Regions from separate parts of the Mus musculus genome. Here region 2 is linked to region 1. The links are chromatin contacts, called in public promoter capture Hi-C maps. All regions are on one chromosome and are shown on one strand. Each heading gives the region's core, a stretch centred on a gene start, on an enhancer-like site or on the middle of the called end of the contact. The rest is flanking DNA. Distances are from core to core; before and after follow the strand shown. Region 1 holds the start of Tsc22d3 (TSC22 domain family, member 3). Region 2 holds the start of Tmem164 (transmembrane protein 164).

Region 1 (6,771 bases), core at 2,545-5,044:
CCAGGCGTGGTGGTGCATGCCTTTAATCCCAGCACTCTGGAGGCAGAGGCAGGCGGATTTCTGAGTTTGAGGCCAGCCTCGTCTACAAAGTGAGTTCCAGGACAGCTAGGCTATACAGAGAAACCCTGTGTCGAAAAAACAAAACAAAACAAAACAAACCCACAAACATGGCTCATGATGGTCCTTCGAAATTCCAGCTATAATAATGTTATACTAAGGTCACCAATTTCCTTCTTGGTGCCCCACAGTATAAATGCAGCCTTTCAACATATTAGGCAGTAAGTCATTGGATGCATATATGCCTCTGTACAATCTTCTTAAAACAGATGTTGTAACTTTGTAAATATTTGACAAGCCTTCATTTAAAAAGTCACCTAATGGATAAGAATATAAGCTCTAAAGTTAGAAAATTGTTTAAGTTCAAACCCTGACTCCATCAGGGATTCTTTGTGTAACCTGAGAGCATATTTAATTTATCCAAGTTTGCATCATCACCTAAATCATACCTATTTCATAGTACTATTGTGAGAAATTAAATAATAGTGTATGCACATACATATAGATGTGTGCATTTGTGCTCATAGTTAGTATCCAATAAATGATATTTATCCTTTTCTTAATGGTTATCTAAAGCAAGGTAGATTTGTGAGACAGATAGATTTGTGGTTCGCTGATTTTAGCCAGGGTCTCTTATATAGTCCAAAGTCACTTTGAGTGTGGGATTGCAGATGTAAGGCACCACACTAGGCTCAGGACAAATTTTTCTTTAATGTTTTTTTTACACTGGGCCCCCTAAGATGTGGGTTCTAAATCTCTTCCAACTCTCGATTTTTATCTCTCATATTTTATCCTCCAGTAACACAAAACTCGTTTGAAATTCACACAGGATCCCAACATACTATTTTCATACATAGACCTCACTCCACTGGTCCCTGGGCTTTAAGGATTCTACTTACGGATTTTGTGTTTTATGATGGTGCAAAAGTCAATATGTATTCGGTAGAAACTCTACTTCACATTTAGGATTTGCATGATGGGCAGCTCCCAGTAAGCCATATGACTAGGACACATATGACTAGGACACATATGACTAGGAGGGTCATATGGACTCCTGTGTTGCTAAACTCTGGTGCTCAGTGAACTACGTAGAAAATTTCATTTTTTTTAACTTATGATATTTTCAGTTCATGGTGGATTCATTAAGATGTATCTATACTAGAGACACAGCTGGGGGGTGGGGTACTGATTAGTTCATACTGTTGTTCCTCCTATAGGGTTGCAGACACCTTTAGCTCCTTGGGTGCTTTCTCTAGCTTCTCCATTGGGGGCCCTGTGTTCCATCCAATAGCTGACTGTGGGCATCCACTTCTGTGTTTGCCAGGCTCATATGCCCAGTGCAGGGGAATGCCAGGGCCAGGAAGCAGGAGTGGGTGAGTTGGGAAGCAGGTCGGGGGTGGAGGGTGGGGGTGGGGAGGATATAGGGAGCTTTAGGGATAGCATTTGAAATGTAAATGAAGAAAATATCTAATAAAAATGCCTTCAAAAAAGATGTATCCATACTGTAATCCAAGCAAGGAGAATGTGTGGACTGTCCTTCCATTCCCAAGTAAAGCCTCCTCCACCTTCTCTAGCACATACTTTTGCCTGCCCACAAATCAGTAAGTGTCTACCTCTTACCACTTGTAGTGGTAAGCTTGGGTTTTATTTCTTGGACTTTTTAAAGGTGCTCAATTGGACCTAGAGCTTTTTTCATGTTAGCCACGTACTCCACCATTGAACTCTATCCTCAACCCTTAACACACATGCCTGTGCAGTCATACGACAGAGAGAATGACTCATGTACCTGTGATCCTCCTGCCTTAGTCTCCCAAAACCCTGGGGTTTCAGGCTCAGCTTGACGTGGAGTATGTTGTTTGTCTGTATGTCTCTTTTCCCAGCTAGATTAGGAGTTCGTGGCAGCAGCTTTGGAGTGTATCTTATTTTTCTCTGAATTTCCATTAACGCTGGACCTGGCACAGAACACGTGTACAGTAAATGGCTGTTGAATTACTCTAAGAAGTAGATGTGTTTCTTTTTTGCCCCACCCAAAAAGCCACCATCTTTGTCTGCTAGTGCCCCAGGCCCCTGCATTCTGAATCTATGCAAGACCATTTGCTTGGAATCTCTCCATCCACTACAGTGTATGACAGTAAAGCAAGGCTTCACAGAGGAGAGCCCAGGAGGCCCTGTCCAGTCAGCCTTCCCTCACGAGGTATGCAGTCTGTCAACACAGGCTGGACTTGTATGCACAGAAATGGCGGCTCTCTGAACTCTATCTCTGTACTATTTAGATTTTTCTGTGTCCCAACTTTATTTGCTCTTGATCAGTCTTGATATGTTGGGCAAATCTGTCCCGAATTATTAACAATACTTCTTGAGAGCAAGGACTACACAACAGGGAAATGTCAAGGGGACAAAAATCTTGAATTTAATGGTGCCAAATGTCAAGAAGAAAATACTTCCACCAGGGCCTCATCCCAAGGTTACACAAAGATAAGAGGGCTCAGGCAAACATAGAAGCAAAAGGTCTAGCTGTTCCCAAAACGCAAATAAACATTTATGGAACTAATATATTTTATTATAAGAGTTAACATAAAATAATTATAAACAAGAAGGAAAATAATAAACACTGTAATTAAAAAACAATTCAGAAGGCTATAAATCTACACAATGCAGATGAAATTTTATATTCTACTACCTCCTCTGGCTTTTATCCAAGAACATTTAAAAAAAAAGAAGAAGGAAATACAAGAAAAATGACGTGATGGGCTTTTAAGAGAAAAAAATAGAAGTTTCATAGTCTATGGGGATGTATATATACTCGGGTATAGTGCTTTACGCAATAGCCACAATCCTCTTTCATCCTGGGCCTTGGGATCCTCTCAGGAACTGGAGATACAGCACGATTTGGGGTCTCTAGCCACTATAGCACAGAGTACTGCCTTCCCCAGTTACCCATATTTTGGGCCTCATGTAACAGTTGCAAAGAGTGGGAAACAGGAATTAGTTGGCTGCACTTTGCTCCTAATTAATTTCAGGGGTGGCTTGAAGGCTCGTTTTATGTGGCTTGTGTTTTTTGAGACAATCTCACTGTTTAGTTCAGCCTGGCCTGACACAAACAAGCCTGCTTCCGCTTTGCGAGTAGCTGGGATCTTGGGGTGCGCTCTGCCACAGTAGTCTAGGAAATTTCAAACGTATTTAAGTCACATTTATCAGGGTTCAGGCAACTGGAACTTCAGCTTTCTTAAAACTGAGCAACTCTTGCCCCGGCTTGGAGTCCCAGTGGATTCTTCCACCAGGAGGCACCTGTAGTGTCCCGCTGAGCGGCGGAACCTTACACGGGAACAGAAAATAGTTCAGGTTTTGGGCAGAAGATGGCAGCATATACTGCTGTATTTCAAATGCCCTGGGTTCTTGAATGAAGCAAATGAAGGGGGCGGAGGGGGGTTGTAAAGGAGTAGGAATAAATAGAAATTTATTTGGGTTTTATATAAAAACCCCCTGAATATTGTGAACGGGTTTTCATTTGTCCAAGACTCAAAAACTGCTCAAATGCTCCGCATTCGACATGTTCTAAGTTCTGAGACATTCTAAAAAAGCTGTCTTACATGGTCACCTTGCGCGTCCCCGCAGCTCAGACAGCAGGGGCATCACCCCAGGGCACCAGGCTGGCCCCTATATGTGCCCTTTCACTATACCTCCGCCCCGGGTTTATTCTCCCAGATCCCTCCGCCGCCATTACGGGACAGACGCATCACTCCCCTTCTCACTCTGCGTGCGTGCGGGCTGCTGGGCAAGTCTCTCGAGGGGTCGACGGAGCCGGTTTACCTGAAGTGGCAGGTAGGGGGCTTTGGGACGCGAGGGGACAGCTTTCTGGGGTCGGGGCGCATGGAGAGAGCAGCCAAGCTGAGTGAGGAGAAAGAGGGGCGCTAAGGTGAGGTGCGGGGAGAGAAATCAAGGAGGGAAATAAGAGGGGAGGGGGTCAAGGCGCGAACGGAGAAATGGAGGCGAGGGCCGGCCAGAAATGGAGGGGCGCGGCGACACACGGGAAGGGGACAAGGTGGGGGAAAGTAAGGAGTGACCCGGCCCAACATGGGAAGAAACTTAGAAAAAGACGCCCGGTGCCCAAAATAGCGGGAAGAGCGGGAGACGCGCGGCGAGGGAGGAGAGGCAAGGCCCGGGGGAGCCCGCAGCGCGGACAGCGGGGGACCGGGAGTGATGGCGTCGAAGGGGACTCGGGGCTGAGACCCGGGGTGGGGAGCGAAACAGAGCTCAAGAGGAGGGGGCGGAGGTGACAAGTGAGGAGGAGCGGGCTCGGGCCGCTGGGGACTCGGTTCTTGGGAGTTTGGAGTTGGGGCATTTCTCAGGTGCTTGTGTTTTCTGGCACTTTCTGGGGGGTGGCGCCGCCGCCGCCACAGCCACCGCCGAGGCCTCGACACTTGGGTCTCTTGGCGCTTCCCAAAAAGAAAAAGAAAAAAAAGGAAAAAAAAAAAAAAAGAAAAGCCGGGCTGCATGGCGGGGCGGGCGGGCGGCGGTTTAAAGGGCCGCTCTCGGACGGCCGCCCGCTGACTCGGTGGCTCTCGACAGGGCCGCGAACGCCGGCGCTCCGGGGGACACCCCCCTCAGCGAGCGGTGGCGGTGGCGGCAGCGGCCCCGGCGGCGACCTTTGGCCCACTCGGGAGAGCCCTCGAGACCCCGTGCGGTGAGGGGGCGGGGGCGCTGCGTGAGTCTCAGGCGCGGTGGGGGCGGGGAGACGGGCGGACAGATAACTGCCGCCGGCCGGCCAGGGCCGGACAGGAGAGGAGCGAGCGGCTCCGCGGGGGACACCAGACGACAGCGGGAGGCGCGCGCTGCTGGACGTCCCGGCCATTCAGGCGGTGAGCGCCAAAGCCACCCAGCGCTGCTGAGGCGCGCGTCGCGGGGGAGCCGCTTGAGGCGGGCTCCTCAGGAGCACGGGCGTGCGAGTGAGCGGCCGGCGGGCGGGCGGGCGGTGTGGGGAGCGGAGGGAGGAGAACTCCGCGCGCCAGGGGGCCCCCTCAAGCTCCGGCCGGGGAGGCGGCGGCGAGTGGCAGAGGCGGCGGCGGCGGCGGCGGCGGCGGCAGCGCGTCCTCCGCCTGCCCCTCGGGGCTCATTTACATGCTGTCACGGCCCCGGCGCGGACTCCTGAGCTCGCGGCTAGCTCACACGCTCGCCCTTGGGCCACCGGCCGCGGCCGCCGGCGCCGCCACCGCTCGAGCCGCGGAACCCCGCGAGCCGGGAGAAGCGGGGCTGCCGCCGCCGAAGGGCGCGCGCGCTGCGGCTCTCTCTCGCTCTCTCGCTCCCTGGCCGCCCGCCCGCCCTTCCTGCCGCCTCGCACGCAGGTCCGGCCGGAGCCACGCGCGCACTTGGGAAAGTTGGGAGTGCGTTCGGGGTGGGGGGGGGGCGTGGGGGGGGGACGCACGGGGATCCTCCGGGGGAGGGGACGGGGAAGAGGGGGGCCGCCGCGGCTGCCGGAGCAGGGGGAGGAGGAGGAGGAGGAAGTGAGCCCGCAGGAGCCGCTGGGAGCTGTTTGTCCAGCTGTTTCTATTCGCACCCCGAGCGCTCCAACCAGAAGGGGGCCCGAGCCGACCCGCGGCGGGCACGGCTTTTTTTTTTTCTTTTTCTTTTTTTTTTTCTTTTCTTTTTTCTTTTCTTTTTTTTTTTTTTTTAAGGCGCTAATTTCTCCAACTTTGCCCGCAGCTTGTTTTTCCGGGCACCCTGGAGTCCCAAAAGGCTAGCTCCGCAGGTGCGCACCTGCCGGCCGCCCCCGACCTCCCTGAGCAGGCCGCCGCCGCCGCTGCCTCCAAGCCGGAGAAGATGGCCCAGCCCAAGACCGAGTGCCGCTCACCTGTTGGCCTCGACTGCTGCAACTGCTGCCTCGACCTGGCCAACCGCTGCGAGCTCCAGAAGGAGAAGAGCGGGGAGAGCCCGGGCAGCCCCTTCGTGAGCAACTTTCGGCAGCTGCAGGAGAAGCTCGTCTTCGAGAACCTCAACACTGACAAGCTGAACAACATAATGCGCCAGGATTCCATGGAGCCCGTGGTGCGCGACCCCTGCTACCTGATCAATGAGGGCATCTGCAACCGCAACATAGACCAGACCATGCTCTCCATTCTACTTTTCTTCCACAGGTGGGTGGCTGGCCAGAAGGACCTCGAAAGTGGCCCTACGGGATCTTTTCCTCTGACAGGGTGTGGGGTGGGGTGTGGGGGGGAGACACACCAGCAAATTCCCAGGGGACATGGGGGTGGGGGGGCTCCTAGGCTGTCATGAATAGGAGACCTCTTAGCTAGCTAGAGCCTACCAGAGCTCACAGCATTCTAGCATCTGTAAGTGTGTTTTTTGAATGGAGCCTGGAAAGGCTTGCAAACCCCGGGGCCCACAAAATGGGATGACTCCATATGGGTTGAAAGTAACTGTACGTGCACCCTACATTTTCTGTAGTCCTTCAGACAGTTCTGCCATGGGCTTCTCTTGGAATTTGAGTTCCACCCAACTCAGTGGGACTGAAACTAGAAGGACTGGAAGTAACTTCAAGTTACTCAGTGGCACTGGCAATTGACTAGTCAGTCGTTCACAAATCAGGCTTCAGATGGGGGTTGATCAGGGGAGAGGGATGGGGAAAAAGGTCAGAAGCCTGTGAGACTCAAGGTAGGGAGGAGCCCATCTACTCTAGATTATGGCCCTCCATTCTGATGCAAAGCAACCCCAGAA
Region 2 (6,561 bases), core at 910-3,409, 2.1 Mb before region 1:
TAACCTTCAACAAATATAAAAGCAATAAAGATGCTAATGACAGGCTTCAAAACTACTCCGAGTCAGAGTCAAACAAGCAAAGTTTTCCACAGCCTGGAATCTAAAAGTCCTGATTGCCTTCCCTTTCTTCCTTTTCTCCTCAAGCTGCAGGAAGTTAGAGCCTCAGAACTTCCCTGAGCAGGCCTAGGAAAGAACAGATTACTGGTACCCAGCTGGCAACTTCCCCTATCAATCCCATTTGCTTGTCTTAGCATAGCTTAATGGGTAAGAGGTCAGGGAAGCAAAAGAAGTCAGCTTTCTTGAACACCCTTGGAGCATAGGACGGAGACTTCAAGTGGTAAGATGGAGAAGTTTGAAAAAAGGAAAACCCCTCTCACACGGGATCGCGATCTCCAGCCTGTGAGGAAATTAGGTTGCTCAAGTATCTTACAACCTAAAAGCTGACCTCACCCCGAGAGCAGACACCCTGAAATGAAAGAGTCATTAAGAGAAACCCCTAAAACTATTCCCCCCAATGTACCACAGTGGAGACAAAGAAGCTTGTGTGACCACCACCTCCAGGAAAGCCTGTCACCAGGCCCCTTGGGAAACTACTACAAAAGGCAGGAGTGCTGGCCATGCGCCACAGATGTGATCCTGAATGGTCACCTAGCTGGGGCTGGACTTCCTGCTGGTGAAAAGGCCAGGCCCCAGCAGAGCTGAGATGGGAGGGGCATGGGGCTCCAAGTGCAAGTCATTTCTAGGGTTCACCTCCACTGTGGGGCTGACCTGTTGTGCAATGCTGAAGTTTACTAGCACAAAAGCGGATGCTGGTTGGAAAAGCATTTGTAAGGGTCCCACTTCCCACGGGAACGAAGTGCTCTACACACCAGTGTCCTGAGCACGCTAATGACTCTTATCACTTAGGCTGCCCAGGAAAAAGTCAACAGACTCACATGCATCATGGTGACCAGGTGACAAGGGTTGAGCAGGTAGATGACGGTCTTGGTGGCGAACTTAAAGCCCACCTCCACCCCGAAGATCAGGCACAGGGCTACTAAGAGCAGATTCTTGCTCAGGCTCTCCTTGCCTTCCTCTGGCCGCTGGGTCACCTGCTGTGGCTGGCTGCTACGGCCACCCCTACCGTCCTCCTTCTGCCTCAGGATGTGCCGCAGGGCCACCAGGATCTCCAACAGGGCCAGGGTCAGGACCACCACACTTTCCAGCAGCCGCTGCTGCCAAGACAGGAAGGCAGCACAGTCGGGGCCCCCATTGCCTGCAAAACTGGGGTCGACGCCCCCATAGAGCCAGTCCAGGAGACTTTGGTAGCTATACCGGGACATGATGCAAAGTGGCTCCACTTGACTACGGTACAGGAAGCAAGAGCGAGATGGAACACGAGACCGAAGGGTTGCCCGGGCGGTGGAACATGTAAGGAGGGCACACCCGCACCCCCCTCTGGACACTGGGGCACCTAGAACAGGGGAGGGAAAGCTACACGCGAGGCCCGGGATAAAGTGCTGGCTCTAACTTGTCCCCACGGCTGTCTGGGGAGCCCCCCGCGCTTCTCCAGTGGCCACCAACGAGGCAGGGTTGAAAGGAGCCGTTGGCCAATCTAAAAGGAAGGAGAGGAAAAAAAGGTCTCAAAGAGGCAATTGCACGGGAATTAACGAAGCGGGGAGGGGTAACTAGTGAGGGAAGAAAAGGGGAACGGGAGTGGTGGCCAAGCAAGCACGGGTGAAGGCAAGTTGGAGGCCAAGAGGGTCAGGACTGGGACCTAGGGGGCCCGGCACTAGGCACTGCCGAGGGAGCCAAGCGGGAGGCAGAAGGGGGTGAGAGAGAGAGGGGACACGCGGAGGCTAGGAGAGAAGCTAGCAGGGCTGGGCAGGCGGGGAGGGCGACGGGGAGGGCAGGGACGCCGGACTCCTCGTCTCAGCCACTCCACGAGAGGGGGGGGGGGTCTTACTCCTGCAACCGCGTGGCCGTCTCTGCCCCCAGCTAGCAACTTCGCCGCCGACGGGGCCCCCTCTCCAGCCAATTTAGAGCAGTCCCGGTCCAGCCTCCCGCCCCTGGGTACACCCCCGAACCCCCAGCTCCACCCCCCCTGGCCCCTCACGCCCGCCCTCCGGGCCAGCGCCACCCTCAGCCCTCCGCCTGCTCCGGACCAGCCCCCCAGGCGCAGGCGGGCGGCGGGAGGAAGCCGAGAGGGAGGGCGGGGACGCGGGGCCAGCCAGGGGCCGGGCCATGGGGCCGCCACCCTCCGCCCCGCCGCCACCGCTCCATCTTCCCGCTCCTCCTCGTCCGGCCCCCCGAGGACTGGCCGCCGAGTCCCCCTGGGGCTCCACTCACCCGCTGCTCGGCTCCGCTGCCCGGGCTCCACCGAACTCTCCGTCTCCCCTCACTCCCCGCAGCCCCAGGCGGCACTCGGCTGGGCTCCCCAGGCGGCCGCAGCAGCAGCAGCAGCCGCCACCGCCGCCGCTCCGGCTCCTCCTCCTTGCCTTCCTCCCCCGGCAGCCGCCGCTCGCTTCCTCCGGTTTCCCCTCCCTCTCTCCACCCCCTCGTCGCCAACTCCCTCCACCTTCGGCCCTCCTCCCGTCCACTTCACCCCCTCCCTACACACACACACACACACACACACTCCTCCGATCCACTTCACTCCCTCCCTACACACACACATACACACACACACACACACACATACACACGTCTTCAAGCCACCACTGCCCCGCCTCGCAGCCTTCCCTCCACAGCCTACCCACTTCGTCCTCGCTTCCCACCTCCTGCCCTGCTTCCTCTCTGCTCCCCACCCCACCCCACCCCACCCCCGCCCCCACCCTGCTACCCTCGGAGGCCCCATCCCCGCCTCTTTCCTCCTCCTTCTCCAGCCTGGTCTTCTGCACTCCAAGCGTGCACTCGCGCACAGTTTTGCTCTTTCGCCACTGTGACTGAATTCACCTCCCCACCTAAGCCTGGCGGACTAACTCCTCCGTTGACCTGGTTCTCGGGCCACTACTTTGCATACCTGACCACATACTGGGCACTCAGCCGGTCCTCGCTAACTTCTAGGAGTAAGGCTGTGAAACTGATGGACAGGCTTTAGCTTGGGGAGTGTGCTGAGTATGGACTTCCTGCTTCCTCCCTTCGGCCTTGAAATGGGAGATTCAAAAAAAAAAAAAAAAAAAGACCATAAAAGTATTGCTCACCTTCTTGTCACAGCCTCACTTTCTTCTTGAGTGCCTAAATTTGAGGATTTCTCCTCGGACTCCTTCTAACCCAGCTCTGATGCTTTTCTCTCTCTCCCCCCTCCCCCCACCCTACACAAACCTTGCTGGCTCTCTCCCTCCTTCCCTCCTGCCGTCCTTCTTCCTCTCCGCCCCCTTCCGACCACAGCGAACCTTCAGTGATAGACTTGGTGGAGGAAAAGAAGATTCTCCTGACCTCTTTCCCTCCCCACCCCCGTCCCCCACCCGCAGAGAGAGACAGAGACAGAGACAGAGAGACACAGAGAGCGAGAGACAGAGAGAGCGCAGCTGCTTCCTAACCCCACCTTGGAAAGAACAGCCAGGAAAAGTGAGCGCTAGCTGGGTCCAGGGGGCCCCCTCTTCTCTGACGCTCTCTACCTCGTGGCTGGGCTGGCTCCTCTAAGGGCCGGTAATTAAGGAAAGAACTACTCAGAATGTACCTCATATTGGTTTAATATTTATTGCAGACTCGCATACGTTAGAAGAATATCCAGAAAAACCACAGTTAGGTACCTTGCTTAGGAAACACTTTCTGATGTCGACTGTAAGCCAGTCTTAAGATGTAAACTACAGTCTCCTGGATTATCAGGCCGATACCTTCCCATCCTTTGCAACCTAACAAATACAGCCAGGCAAGCTTGTCTGACTTTAAGCTTTTTGAAGCATCCACCAAAGGCAGGATGTTTTTCAAGAGGCTAACTAATAAAGAATGGCCAGGAACAAGATCAGTTCAGAGGCACTCACTTGGCCCTCCTTAGGCGGTTTTGTTGTTGTTGTTGTTGTTGGTTTTTTGGGGTTTTGTTTTGTTTTGTTTTTTCTGAATCTCGGCTGTATGACCAAAGAACAAAGTGAGGGGGCTCCGAGCACAGGAATGTAGCATCTGGAGGCCTCAAGTTCCTTATCTTTGAAGAAGGATGACAATATAGCTCATAGGGTTTTGCTCGTTCAAATGAGTTGACTTCTGTAAAACATTATTTCCTGTCTGTCACGTGGAGCGTATCCACTAAATACTACCTGTTGTTAAGAATCCAAGCAAGTGCCTTTAATTGGTGGTGGCCCACGCCTTTAATCCCAGCACTTGGGAGGCAGAGGCAGGCAGATTTCTGAGTTTGAGGCCAGCCTGGTCTATAGAGTGAGTTCCAGGACAGCCAGGGCTACACAGAGAAACCCTGTCTCAAAAAAACCAACCAAACAAACAAACAAAAAAAGAATCCAAGCAAGCATTTGCATGTGCCTTTAAGTGATACACTCCAATTCGGTGCCCTCCCCCACATCTACAGAAACAAGCCACCTTCCAAAACCCACGGAAAAATCACTCTTCTCAATCCCCCACCCAGCCTCCAGCGGGCTCTCCCTCCTCCAAACTTGTATAGCATTTGTTGCGTGCACTTCTCATTTTCTTCTGAATCACATACTGCCTTCCATTGTTCTCTCTGTGAGTCCTGCCTCCCACACCCAGCTCTTCCACCGACCGCATGGGAGGGTCTTAATGTTTTCTACACAAACATACCCCTCGGTGCCTAACAGAGTGACACATAGTAAACACCAAAGAAACACAAAGAAAGTGTTGCCCCTATAGGTAAAGAGGCAAGGAAGAAATTAAACAAATGATGGGTCGAATTTTAAGAACAACAACAAAAATGCTTTTTAAGTGCAGCATTTTTAAATTATTTTATTTATTTATTCATTCATTCATTCATTCATTCATTATGTGAGAGCACGGGACACTCAAGTACCATGTCATGTGTTTGGAAGTCCGAGGACAAGAGTCAGTTCTCTCCTCTCACCGTGTAGGTCCCGGGAGTCCAAGTCAAATCTTCAGGCTTGGCAGCAAAGTGCCTTTACCTGATTATCCATCTCACTGGCTCTTAGGGAAGTCCTAGTGCCCCATAGTGAAAAGGGAACCTGGTGTGGACTAGCAGTTTGAGCAGTTCAGAGCAGTTGCAAGAGAGGCTGCTCTGGGGCCCCTGGGGGGGGGGGGCATGGGTGCAGCAGGGTAGAGGGTGAGATAAAAGGAAGCCGGCAGGAGGTGGGAGGCAGGAGTAGGCTGTGAAGGGAAGACTGTGATATGGGGCATTGGTGGTTTAGGGACCACCTCCTTAAGGGTGATAAAGTGAGTAAGAGGAGAGCAAGGATGGAAGGAGCTGGTATTGGGGGAAGGGTTTTCCTGTGTCTTGTTTTGTTGTTGGTGGTGGTTTTTTGTTTGTTTGTTTGTTTTTGTGAGACAGGATCTACTTATGTAGCCCAGGCTGTCCTGGAACTTGGGTTCATAGATCAAGTTGGCCTGGAATGCACAGATCTACCTGATTTTGCCTCCCGAATGCTGGCCTTAAAGACATGCAAGTCTGTCTACCTGGCTTCTTGGGGAGGTTTTTGCTGGGGTGGGCTTTTCACTGATGCAGCTGCTTTTGAGTCATTCATGGGCCTGTAAGTAGGCCCAGATAAACTCCCTAGTTCACTAAACTAGACTTTGGGGGAATGATTTTTTTTTTTAGTCTATCATTAATGCCTTACCTGAGATGAAGAGATATTTGCCCATGTCTACCTTAGGAAAAGACGCACACCAAACCCGCATGTCAAATGCAAGCAAAAAAACAATGTACAATTCTGAAGTTCTGTGAAGTACTATCAGGAATAATAAACTGCATGTGTATGGGGGAGACTGAAGAAGCCTTTGTCTGGGTCTGTCTGCTTTCTGTTTCTCCCCCTCCCATTCATTCAACAGCAGCCTTCATTCTCTACAGTCGGGGAGCCTCTGTAATGTGCAGAAGAATGTTCTAGACCTGGGAGCAATTCTTGCCCTGAAGGAGCTTAAGCTCCTCCCTACGGAGCACCTATGAACAAGGTTAAACAATACTACTTGGTTTGAGGAGGGCTATAAAGCCAAGCAGACAAAAAGCAAACCGTGCCTGTATGAATGAGCTACACAGGTTAGAGCTGCATGCGGTGATGCCCATCTTCCTAAAAAGCAGGCGACTGAGGCAGTATCATCAGGGGGTTGAGGTCAAATTGTATAGCATAGCCTGTCCCAGGGTAGCCGGGGCTCTATAGCAAGATCCTGTCTCAAAACAAGACAAAATTGAAAATCTGGGATGTGGGGAGCCAAGGCAGCCATGACTGAATGTGTAAAGACCAAATAAAGTCCTAAGTGAGAGTATATTGACTTGTCAGGGACCCAATCCTTCAGACCCATGCAAATGGCAAAGCCCTCCTCTGGTCCAGATACAAGTGTGGACTAATGATTGGCTAATAGGTGCAAAAAAAAAAAAAAAAAAAAAAACGAAAAGCCCTGCAGCTTCTTCCTGCTTGTTGTTGACAGCAGGAGACTGCTCACTTAGAG

What was found. Promoter capture Hi-C pulls out the DNA fragments that hold promoters and counts their contacts.
Region 2: a contact with region 1 is called in a promoter capture Hi-C map of embryonic stem cells. The contact joins the promoter of Tmem164 here to the promoter of Tsc22d3 in region 1. A contact is called at or near these places in 1 of 39 promoter capture datasets (embryonic stem cells), 1 of 484 Hi-C or Micro-C datasets (embryonic stem cells) and 1 of 115 datasets of contacts at active chromatin or transcription factors (embryonic stem cells).

What each region holds. Positions count from the first base shown.
Region 1 is chrX:140,597,545-140,604,315 of GRCm38.p6, reverse strand. It overlaps Tsc22d3 (TSC22 domain family, member 3), which reads left to right and starts at 3,794. Exons shown (of 4, transcript NM_001077364.1): 1 at 3,794-3,879; 2 at 5,758-6,188. The coding sequence starts at 5,875.
Region 2 is chrX:142,677,324-142,683,884 of GRCm38.p6, reverse strand. It overlaps Tmem164 (transmembrane protein 164), which reads right to left and starts at 2,159. Exons shown (of 7, transcript NM_001199360.1): 1 at 1,946-2,159; 2 at 936-1,594. The coding sequence starts at 1,322.